Linked DNA regions of Callithrix jacchus: region 1 is linked to region 2. The links are chromatin contacts, called in public Hi-C maps. All regions are on one chromosome and are shown on one strand. The core of a region is the stretch at or near the end of the contact, and the rest is flanking DNA. Distances in the headings are between cores, read along the strand shown.

Region 1 (5,542 bases), core at 2,636-5,135, 190 kb before region 2:
GGTACGTAATTAATCCTATAAATATTTGTTGAATGAAAGTGAAATCAAAAAACGGCTTGAGGACTTTTTCTTAGTATACTTTTAGTGTCGCACTATTATGTTTATCGAAAAACTATTTTTATTCCATATTTTTCCTTTGAGTTTGAAAATGCTGTTGTGGGCTTTCCTGCTGGTATGAAAGTACGTTCTTGACATTTGGATATCCTCACAAATTTGAGAAACCATTAACTAGGTTTGAGTATCATTTTTAGGATAAAGGCCACAAATGTTCTCTAGTGACATCAGGAAGGTATTCGAAGAAAATTTCTTGTTAAACTAGTCTTCAAGCAAGGTATTGACCACATGCCTTTTAAAATACTTAAAAATTAATTTTGTTATAGACATGTACATCTAGGAAACTACATAAATCACAAATGAATGATCACAACATGGATAAACTCAGGTAACCACTGCTCTAATAAAAAAAATAGACCAGCCTCCCAGAGTACCCTTAGGCCTTCTGAAATCATAGTCCCCACCTTCCCAGCTAAGATAACCACTACCTTAAATTCTAACAGAGTTTTGCTGGTTGTTGAATTCAATATAAATGTAAGCCAAAGATTTGTTCTCTTGGATTGTACCTGAAATCTTGAAACTTGTGGCAGGCCCTGTGCTCTAGTTTGTATCTCCATAGTTCTGTGAATCTGTCAAAAGTCTCTTCTCAGTTTCTCACCATCTCAGCCACTGCTTTTATATCTCACAATATTCCTTGGGGGCAAAATATTGCCAGGCTTCTGCCCTTGTTGTTTCTCTTCTGGTCCTTGGTCCCAGAAATTCTCATTTATTTGGTACCTTTTTGATTATTTTAAACATGTTTTTCATACGATATTTATCTGGCTTTTTCATTTGTTTCTGGTGAGAAGTTGGATCTAAAAAACCTAGTTCGCCCTTGCTAGAAGTGAAACTTACTTTATTTTTTAAAGGATGGCCATTGGATCTTTAAGCATACCAGGGGCTGGGGGGCAGGAGCTAAAGGGTTTATGATTTAATAGAACTTTTGAAATGAATAGTTCTTTGTAGAAATTGGTTACATTCCAAGTAAGTTCATTTATAATGTAATGTGTCAGAATAAGTGGGACTGTAGAGGAATTAGCTTTTGTATACAACCAGGTCACACCTCAGTCTGTACACCTGCACACCTCTGAGACATTCCCTGGGGAGGAGGGAGTCACGGGTGCGTGAAGGATTGTTGACTGCTGATGGTGGCTTTTGCACTGGAGCAGCTACTTATCCTAAAATCTCCTTGCCCCTTCTGCTTCTGTGTAATTAGTATTATTATTTTATAAATTCAATAACAACTGCTAACAGCCAAGTGGTTTCTATGAGTGACACCTTACTGCATATGTAGTTCCAAATTCCTTTTTGTAGTCCTTTAAAATAGGTGATATTTTTGTTTCACACATTTAACAAAAGATTATACTGCTAGAATATAAGACTACTGAGCACCGGCACCAGGGTTGTCATATCTGCCACTACACCCCAGTGCCTCACACACTGATAAATATTAATAAAAAATTAATATTTTTAAATAAAGGAACTCAAGTCTGTTTGGCCCTGTAAGCCATATTCTTCATGTACTGTGCAGTGTAATTGTTAATAAGTGTTTTAATTTTTTAAATAAAAACACTTCAAAAATGCCACATGCAAGTCTGACTTTAAAGGACTTTGAATAATAAATGTAATAATGTAGAAGGAGGTTGAAATTGATCCAAAGAAGATGGTCCAATAGAGCTGCTCAACTTCCGACAGGAAACTACTGAAGGATAGAAGAGCTCAAGGTTAGAAACCTTGGATTTGAAACTTGTGCTCACCACCTGGCAGGAATGAAATTTCAAGCAGGTTTGTAATCCCTTTCAGCCTCAGTTTCTTCATCAGTAAAATAGAGGTGTTGATATCACAGGTACAAGACTGTTGTGAGAAAGGAAGCAATATATATACTTCGTTCCTGTGAGTGTTTCTTATGAACATCTGCCCACACTGAGTATGCTTCTGATGTTTAAAAACAGGGATATTGCATGAAATGTGGCCCCTAAATGCTAGCCAGTGTCTTACAATTGCCTGTTTTAATGCTGGAGAATTAACTGTTGGGCTTACCATGAGACATGCCAACCTCTACTCCAGGTCCTTCTTATGGAGCGAAGGTCTTAATTTTTCAATAGCACTTTTGTGTTATAATTTGACAGACATATTTGTGAAAACCCCTGCTTTCTGTATAATTCTGCAGTAGGAAAAGAAGTTACGGGAAAAGATGGGATTAGGGACAGATCAATAAAACCTGTATAACTTTGAAATCAGGTACTAACAAAACTCATAATAACTTCAATTAGAATATTAGCACAAAATTTACAACATTTTATGTTTCTAATAAGTAAATACAACAAAAGAAGAGGCCTTTACCTTTAGGAACAAAAATGGTGAAGGTAGATTGATGGAAAGGGAAGGCAGTGATAAAGGACCGAGCATGCTGAGCTGTGGAAAAAGAACAAAATACAGAAGGATGAGGGAGTACTGTGCAATGAGCACTTGCAGACAAATCCGGAGCCTCATCTAAGCCAAAAAGGCGAACATGGGCTGATGGGCATTGAGTGTTTGTGATTTTGCATTTAGCTGCTACTACTTAGTTACATGAACCAAAAAGACCTCTAGGTTATACAAACAACATTCACCCATTTACCAATTTTGTTTAAGCTAATTGTTACAGAAACATGAGCTGTAGCACAGCAGACTGAACTTGTTTACCTTCCTCATAACCATTAGAAACTAATTACCACTATACATAGAAGCCTCTTGTAAACCACCATGGAAAAGTCAAAGGCCTGTAGTGTAGGGGTCAGGCAAGCAATAGAAGTGAGCGAGGCATACCCCATCTACAGGGGACGGGCATGCTCCATTTCAGCTAACTGTTGCCATATGGAATGGAGGACTTGGGTATGGCCAAATCATTTGATTTTCCCCCCAGAGAATTCAGATATCTGAATTTTTAGGTAAGATTGCCCGGTTCCTAAAACCCTGACCAAAATATAACAGAGGGTTGGGATTCACTTTGGGCTCTCAGTTGTGACCTTAGGAAAATAACAGACTGTACAAATCCATTAATACCTGTGAAGTCTCCAGGGAGCTTTAAAATGTGAGCATTATGATGGTTGTACATGGCGGGGCCTCAAGGAGTGGGTTTGCACAAACTGAACTCAAGATCTGGTTATTGCTGGGATTGCATGGGAGGCTACTTAATGTGTATTCTAGATATATTGAAATTAGAGTTGAATTCAGTTGTCTGTCATGTAGGTTATCCACCGTTCCTTGTTATTTCCCTATCATGGGGCTGTTTCATTTGTGCTTTCTCCCAAAGAGTGAAAAATTAGTTTACTTTTGAGTTTGCAGAGTTGTTTGTCCAGGATACATGCAAACACTTGCTGGAAAATTAGAGCCTAATGCAATTGCCTCAAACTCTTGCTGGAACTTTTCCCCTTATCACTACATTATTTAACATGAAAACAATGTGTAGAAAAAAGTTCAAGTGTTCCTAATAAACATAGCTAATTGGATTCTCAAGTCTCTTCTGTGACATAAAAACTGAAATAGTTTTTAAGCTGAAGCACCAATTAATAGGGCTAGTCATGGAAAGAACACTTACAGGAGCAGAACTTAATACCACATCTTTAGATTTGCGTAATGGTTTGCTGGCAAGCCAGGTCTTTTTCCCGTTTCTTTTGCCTAAGTTAAGTGCTCTAAAAGGGTGGAGGCAAGTATTCTTGTCAGCAGAGACTTGGCAACTAAAGTCTCCTTCCTGGTCCCCTGTGCCTTGCTTCAGCCTCAAGACAGTGAGACAGCCAGCCACCCAGGCAATGTTTTATGAATCTGATGCTATGGAATGGAGGGCAGTAAATTAGGGGAAGCTGGAATTCGCCTGTCTGTTTCAGAACACTCCATTTGGGGTGTATGAAATGTGTGCTGCCAGCTGGAGTTTCTGAGACAAGATGATGAAGTGGCAGTTTGCTTATATGATTTTATTTTTTCAGCTGACTTGGCCCCAGTAGATATATAGGAGGTGAGGGGGGAAAATGATTAAATTACCTAGTAGTAAAAACACACTTTCCCCCTGCTTCTAAGTAGGAAACTAAGGAATGGTCGACAAATATTTCCATGAGGTAATAACTAATCCTTGAATAAGTAAGCTTCCATTCGCTAAAAAAAAAAAATCAGTTTATGCCATATGCAAGTGAAAATGTGCATCAAATCATGGTGGAAAGTATAGATACATTCAGAGAAATGAACTGGATTGTGCGTTTTCATGGTTCCTGCAGTAATCTATCATATTGTATCTGCCACACTGTATACATATATTTACAGTCATCCCTCAGTATTGGTGGGAGATGGGTTCCAGAATTCCCACGTAATCAAAATCCACTGCCTCATTATTCCATGGTCTTCCAGAGAGCAGAGGAATTGTGTGATTTTTGGAGTATAGCTGAATTTACCTGAGGTGGCCTTTAAAAACTCAGCTCCCATGCTAGGGAAGTTCTCAGAGACACAAGGTAGAAAGTGTCCTTTCTCCAAAAGAAAAGTGAAACTTCAAAAGCATTTAAGAACTCTTACCTTAGAAATCAAAGGATGCCTGCTGAGATTTGCCTACTGAATTATAGAGAGACTGACCTTCTGGCCTCTCCCTCTCGCAAATCTGGGGTTGGTTGGTAGGAGGTAAGGATAGAGTTAGTGACAAAGACTGTTCACCCTGTCACTAGAGGGCACCAGTTGCACATCAAATGCCTAATATGTAGGCGTCAATGACCACATACCCTCTTCAAATACAGCAAAATGTCAAATGGAAATGGCTTGTAATAAGGTGGTTCCCTAGTGTCCCTGTTCTTATTCACCCCATTTCTGCTGCTGAAGGGAGTATTCTAAATTTGACTTTCTAGTGCTTTCAGAATTTAATTCAGAACTCTAATAAGTTGCAGATAAGAAAAATGAATGTTTTTCACCTGATTACATGATGGCACAGCACTAACTTTGCTACCATTTATCTGGCTCTTGCCACGTGCTGGGTAATATGTGAAACCTTATAGGAATTTTTTCAAAAGGTTTTGTTTCAGATCCTGCAACAAATGAAAATGGTTGATATCAACCGGCAGTCTCCCCTGTAAGCTAAAATACACTCTTCGATATAGAGTATAGGTATGTCTCTAGAGAACCTCCAAGTTGATATTTTCTGTTGAAATTTTACAAAGAAAACAGCCCCGGCATTTAGTTTATGTTACTCTTCTCTTCCTGGGATTGCACAGAGTGTTTTAAGGAAGCTGCCAACAGTCCCTTTCTACTGGCTTTGCCTTAGGTACTGAACCACTGTGCCAGCCCTTGCTTGGGTTTACTCTGGGGAAACCAGGCTCATTGTTTCTTATCTGTCTGTGATGCTTCCCTCAACCCATAGTTGTGTTTTCACAAAGAAAAAGGAAGTGAACATTCTCCACAGGACCATTTGATTCTGTTGATTGCTGACAGGTGT
Region 2 (6,151 bases), core at 1,617-4,116:
GGGCATTTGTGGCTTTGCTCACTGTTCAAAGTCAAGTTAAAGCCATGTTTAGTTCGTTTCTTTGTTGTTGTTGTTATTTGTTTGCTTTTGTTGGCAAGCAGGCATTTGTTCATTTACCAAGTATTTATTGAGTATTCACTACATGTCAGGTACTATATCTAGAAGTGAGAATACAGCAGTAAACAAGATAAGATCCTTGTCTCATGGAGCTGACAGTCTACTGGGAGGACACAGACAGCAAACAAATAAACATTGAAAATACATAGAGCTTCAGATGGTGTTGAGTATTGCTGGGCCACACTAACGGGTGTCTGTGGGACTAAGTTTGACCCTAAATCCCACTGGAAAATCTGGTTCCTGAAAATAACCTTTGGGCTCTTGTCCTTGAGAAACTGGTGACTGCAGCTCTGTGTGCATGTGTTTGTATGTTATTCCTGTTGTTTTTGACATTAAACAATAAAAGCTAAGGCCAAATTATTGCCCCAGGTTAGATCAAAGTTCTTGGGGCTCAGGTTTTCTCTTCAAGATGGCATTTTCAAAGAAACAGGATTTTTCTTTTTAGGATTTCTTTGGCCATGAGGTAGTAACAGTGTGCCATAAGCAATGAAACAGGGCTCAAATAGCAGCTGGTGAGAAAGAAGGAAATAGATCATAGTAACAGAAAAGGAAGGATTTTAGCAGTTTACTTTCTCTTAAGAGTTTTAACCACTTTGCTAATATTTATGCTAAAAATTCTTCAGGCATATTTATTTGTATTGTTACAAAGCTTGGACTAGAAACAATGCCTCACACGCAAAAAAATCTAATATATTTAACTCTAATCAGCAAGATATTATGAATCATGTTATGCCTAAGACCCTAGGACAAACTCCCATTATTTCTCTCTTAGTACATCTTCGTGTCCAGTCTATCTTTTCTTTACGTTTAGGAATAGAAGGAGCAAAGACACTAGCAAATTTTTAGATACTGAATGTGTGTATTGAGTGGATAAAAGTAATTTGATGCATACTTAGATTGTCCAAAAATGTTCTGGTTTTTTTTTTAATTGTTTATATGCAACAGTAGGTCTTTTGATGTCAAGTTTATTTGAAATAAACAATGTGCCCTTGGTAGGAGTATTCATTTCTGCAAATGCTCAGAAATTATGCTTGACATGCCAATCTGAAATCATGAGTTTTGTGAATGAGTTTTTGTTTTCAGAACTATTTTGAAGTCTACTTTAATGCCATAACATCACAAGCAGTCTGTTTGACCTGGAATGGGTTCCTTATCAACATGAAATCTAGTTATCAGGAACTTCATTAAACAATTTGGCTAACCAGAGTTCTGATTGATTTTACAGCAGACAAGTTCCCTCCTTATTAAAAAACAAAACAAAATCGGACAACTTCTCATTTAAGCAGGTGTTCATCTTCATCTCATTACTGGTTTGTTGGTGTAAATTAAGAGCTTCAAAGAATGCAAGGAAACAAATAGAAGCTGGTGAAGAGATAGTGTTGTTCTGAATAGACTCAAACACAATGACGAATCAGGTTCTGTAGTGTATTGTTGTTGCAGGCGGGATGTGTGGATTGCTGGCCTGTTACATAACTGAAGACTTCCTTTTGCTTGTAAATGTCAAGATCAAACAGAGGTCAGTTTTAAATAGCTGACCGGTGCTGATAAATGTGACTTTCTCTTTTTAGAAAAAGCAAAAAGCCTCCTGCCTTAAGAGTCACGGTTCTGCTGTTAGAAGGAGGTGTCTTTGTTTGGGCTTAACTTATATTTTGTTCATAAGGTTTTCTCTGAGATGGCAAATAAACTTTCTCTTTGCCTATTGTCTACAGATAAATTAGTAAGTTAGGTATATGCTTTCTTTCAATTATTTGTTCATTCAATAAATATTTATTGAGTTTATACTATGAGCTAGGCATTCTGTTTGGTACTCCTGTGAATTTCAGCTCATGTATTTCTCCAAACAGTCCTGGAAAATCGTATATGCCATTTTGCAAATGAAGAAAGCTCTTTTGTGGGCTTGCAAGCCTCTTGTCTGCTCCTTCTATATGCTCTCCTTGGTGATCCGACTTCAGGGTACACAATCTGCTGAAACGCATTAAGTCCTCACCATTGGTCCAGGTCTTCCCTGACTCCAGACCTAATTATGTGTCTACTGAACAGCTCCACCAAGATTCCCACAGCCAACTCAAGCTCTCCATCTCTAAAATTCAACTTGCCTGCTTCTTGCCCCAAGCCTGTTTTCTTCCCCCACATTCCCTAGGCCAACGATCAGTGCCACCAGCCACTCTGTGCTGCTTTGATTCTTTCCTTTTCCTCACCCCTCATATGCAATCAATTGCTGAGTAGTGTGGGTGATGACTCCCAAATCATTCTTAAATCTCTGTCTCCACTGTCTTCATTCTTGTCTAGGTCACAATCTGTAGCGCCTCTCCTGACTCTACCTTCATTATGGCCCTTGTTTAATGACTCCTCAACACTACAACCAGAATGAAGGTTCTGTAACACAGACCTCATATTTCTCAACTTTAAATCTTAAATTAGCCCACTTTCACTGTCAGGGTCAAATCTGTGCTCTAACAGATGTTACAGTGCCATTTATGATACGACCACCTGCTTGTTTCTCCAGCTTTACCTTACACCACTCCCTGTATACCACTATTACACCACTTTCAGTTCTTTAAAGGTATCATATCCTCTCTCACCTTTCTAATCTAATCTAAGGAAAAACAAAGACCCCATTTCTTAGAGTCAAATTTTCATTAATACACTCCTTCCCCTGTGCTTCTGCCTAGAATTTCTATGCTAACTCCCTCCACTCCCTCTTATCTCCTTCCTCATTATCCAAAGAAGCCCAAGAGACTACTTTTCAGATCCTCAGTTAGATGTCATTCCCTCCAAAATGCATTTCTTCTTCCTTCAAGTTTGGGTTAGATGTCCTTAGGTGCTTTCATAATCTCTCTCCCACCTCCCACCTATAACTGCTTGTCTGTATCTCCCACTATACTGTATACCCCATGGAAGAAGCTCAGACAGTAACTCCTATGAGGTCCTAAGTCAAATTAGAATTCATTACTTGTCCCTTTTATGTCAAAGCTCATGTTTTTCCATTTTGCACTTGGAGTTGACCCCCAGGCAAGGAGGGCCATAGGAGGACGCACATTCAGATCTGTGCTCAAGAGAGAAAGCAATCAGGGTACTGAGAAGGACAGATTTGACAGACCGGAGCCAGGCAGATCAATGTGAGGCTCTTATAAAAATCCAGTTTGGAAATGATAAAGGCCTAAATTATCAGTGGAGAGAAGACTGAAACAAGATATATTTATGAGTTGGATTTGGTGATTAATTAAATGTAGGAGCTGAGGGGAAAGTCGACTGATTTCAAGTTTCAGGTGACTGTGCAACCTGTGGTTACCCAACTATCTTATATTGGAATTATTAGATGTTAAAAATGATTCATTTCTTATGGATGACTCCATGCAGACTTGATTTACCACTTATGCTATAGATTCTTCATCCAAGTTCTGGATGATTCTAATTTCCTTTTATAGATCTTCTAAATCTTGCCATTTTAGCTATTATGTCAGATCCTTCAACCCAGGGGTGTCTAATCTTTAGGCTCCCCTTGGCTACATTGGAAGAAGAAGAATTGTCTTGGGGCACAAATAAAATATACGAATACTAAGGATAGTTGATGAGCTAAAAAAAAATCACAAAAAAACCTCATAATGTTTTAAGAAAGTTTACATATGTGTGTTGGCCCACATTCAATGCCGTCCTGGGCTGCATGTGGGTCATGGGACGTGCTTGTTTTAACCCATCCTGGAAATAGTTTTTCTTCTATTTTTCAGTCCATGGAGTTTCTGGGAGAAAATTTAGGAAGACCATGTGTTTTGCGTGTGAAGATCTCATTTATTAGCCTCAGAAAGTGTTAAGTGTTGAAGTTTGGAGTTATACCAATGCAAATCTCTTGAGGCTATTGAATGAATGTCTAGTGACAAGCAGTGGTCCAATACAGAGGTCCTCAACATTTTGTCCAAGAGATCCCTTGGAGGTTGCTAACACCCTTAAATGATCTTCAAAGTTAAACCTATTTGGATAATAATACTAATAGGTTATTATTCTTTTCTGCTATCATTCTTTTATGAGTAGAATTTTCCAGATTCTATATGACAGAATCAATGCAGAAGCAGATATGAAAGTCCCACTGTCTTCTATTAAGCCAGACATTAAGGAAATTTGCAAAATCTAAAACAATACCACTTTTTTCTGTTTCCTTTTTGTTTTGTTTTGAAAAAGTTATTTCTAATTAAAATATATTTGTGTTAGCATATACTGAGTTTATTATTTTTAAACAAATTAATAAAAGCACTTTTAAATTTCTAAGTTTTAATTTCTAATTCAGTAAATATCAGTAGATATAGCCCATATAAATAAAAGCTTTTAAAAGTTCTCAGTAATTTTTAGAAATGTAAAAACGTCCTGAGCATCAAAAGTTTGCAAAATGCTGATTTCTGACCCTGTAGAGTATAATTCAAGAAGCACAGTCTGTTTGGGAACATGAATCATGATGGAAATTGCCATTACACAAAATGTATAGTAAATTAACATAATTTTATTAATAAACAAAATAATATGCTAAACAGACCTCCAAAGAGGGGAACCTCATCAGTGGCTGGTAATTGGAACAGCAGGTCACTCTGTCACCGAACAGAAAATGTTCTTCAATTAGTAGGAGGATATCAATGAAATGAACATGTTCATTATTCATATTTCCACAAGACCATGAATGAAAAAGGAATTGTCCACATTATGGAGACTCTTTGTTTTCTTCCTGACTCCCAGTATTTGTGCATCTAAGCTTCCTGAGCCTGTTTTGTTCTCCTCCCCTCACTGAACTTTTTCCTCCACTGCCTGCTGTCAGCTTCTTAAGCCTATTTTCACAATATGCCCTATGTTGACCCATCCCACTCACTTATGCCCTGTGTTGACACTACATTTCTGATTCTGACAGAATCATTTTAAATTTATAGCACACCCAGGCAGATAAATGCCTTTTTATAGAATTGTTTAAGGGGGGAAAAGGTAGGGACTTCTCTCTCATTTTGCCTACGATGGAGCGCAATCTTGGGGTCAATGGTTTGAGTCCGATCTGCTCAGTCAAGGAAAAATACCTCCAGGGAGTATTCTATAACGTGGTGAACAGCAGAGAGGCATTGTTGAGAATGACTGATTTTACACAGAGTATACTATGCAGGCACATACAGGAAAAAAAGCTCTAGAGAGTATATATAATGGGTTATGAAATCAATTGCTAATTCTTCCCCTCTAAGGAACTGGTAAAACAAAACAAAACAAAACAAAAACCTCTTACCTCATATAACTAAAGGGACAGTTCTGATCTTTTCTGGATTTTGATTTGAGGTCATGGGACTTCTGTGGTTCTATTCTGTTCCTGTCCTACCCCATCCAAGAAGTCTACTTCTTACTTCAAATTCCCTTATTATCTGTGTCTGTGCTCATGTCCTGTGTCCAAAAAAAGTATGAATTCTAAAGCTTCACTTACTTTGACTACCTTCAAATATGTTGTCTCAGATCGTTTCCCTTCGTAACACAAAGGACTGCTGCAACATCTTACTGCTTTGAATGTGTGGGGTCCTTGTCCACCCCCACTTCCCATCTCTGTTCCTCTGTTCTCATCTTGAGTATTTTGTACTTTCTTTGGAAACCACACACTCTGTAAAAGAGCAGTAAGTTGAATTGGGCTTCCATTCTGGTGGGAACAATCATTTCCTGTGTTAAAATTCATCTGGGAATGGTTGCCTTCCTCAGAGTAGAGGACTCTGTAGTTCCTAATCTCAGAGGACTTTTCCTGAAGTTGCCTGATTTTTGTTTCCAAAAGCCTAAACCTATTGAAGAGACTAATAAGTATTGAGAGAAATGGAGACTCCTGAGAGAGACTCAAAAGAGAGCAGAGTGCCTTTTCCCCAAACCGGAAGTAGAGAGTCAGCTCTCTGAGTCACACTAGCAGGGGAAGCCTGTACCCTGTTCCATGAAAATGCTCAGAGAATGTGCCAGTTAGAGGGAGTTTTGTAACCTAGGAATGTGTCCTAGACCCCTGTGAAATGTTGGCTAACCTGTAGGATCTATGATTGCA

Evidence for each region. Hi-C and Micro-C count contacts between places; a contact is called where the count stands out from the background.
Region 1: a contact with region 2 is called in a Hi-C map of skeletal muscle, with 5 times the contacts expected there. The contact joins two enhancer-like sites. A contact is called at or near these places in 3 of 3 Hi-C or Micro-C datasets (induced pluripotent stem cells and skeletal muscle).

What each region holds. Positions count from the first base shown.
Region 1 is chr2:81,438,639-81,444,180 of calJac240_pri, reverse strand. No RefSeq gene overlaps it. Among named protein-coding and RNA genes, the nearest start is that of PRRC1, 37 kb to the left of the region's middle. Within about 2 kb of position 3,885, at least 2 of the 16 cell types and tissues checked have an H3K27ac peak or open chromatin away from gene starts, as enhancers often do. A contact at or near this core is called in skeletal muscle, where this site is marked.
Region 2 is chr2:81,242,221-81,248,371 of calJac240_pri, reverse strand. All of the region lies in intron 3 of CCDC192 (coiled-coil domain containing 192), which reads left to right. Among named protein-coding and RNA genes, the nearest start is that of CCDC192, 56 kb to the left of the region's middle. Within about 2 kb of position 2,866, at least 2 of the 16 cell types and tissues checked have an H3K27ac peak or open chromatin away from gene starts, as enhancers often do. A contact at or near this core is called in skeletal muscle, where this site is marked.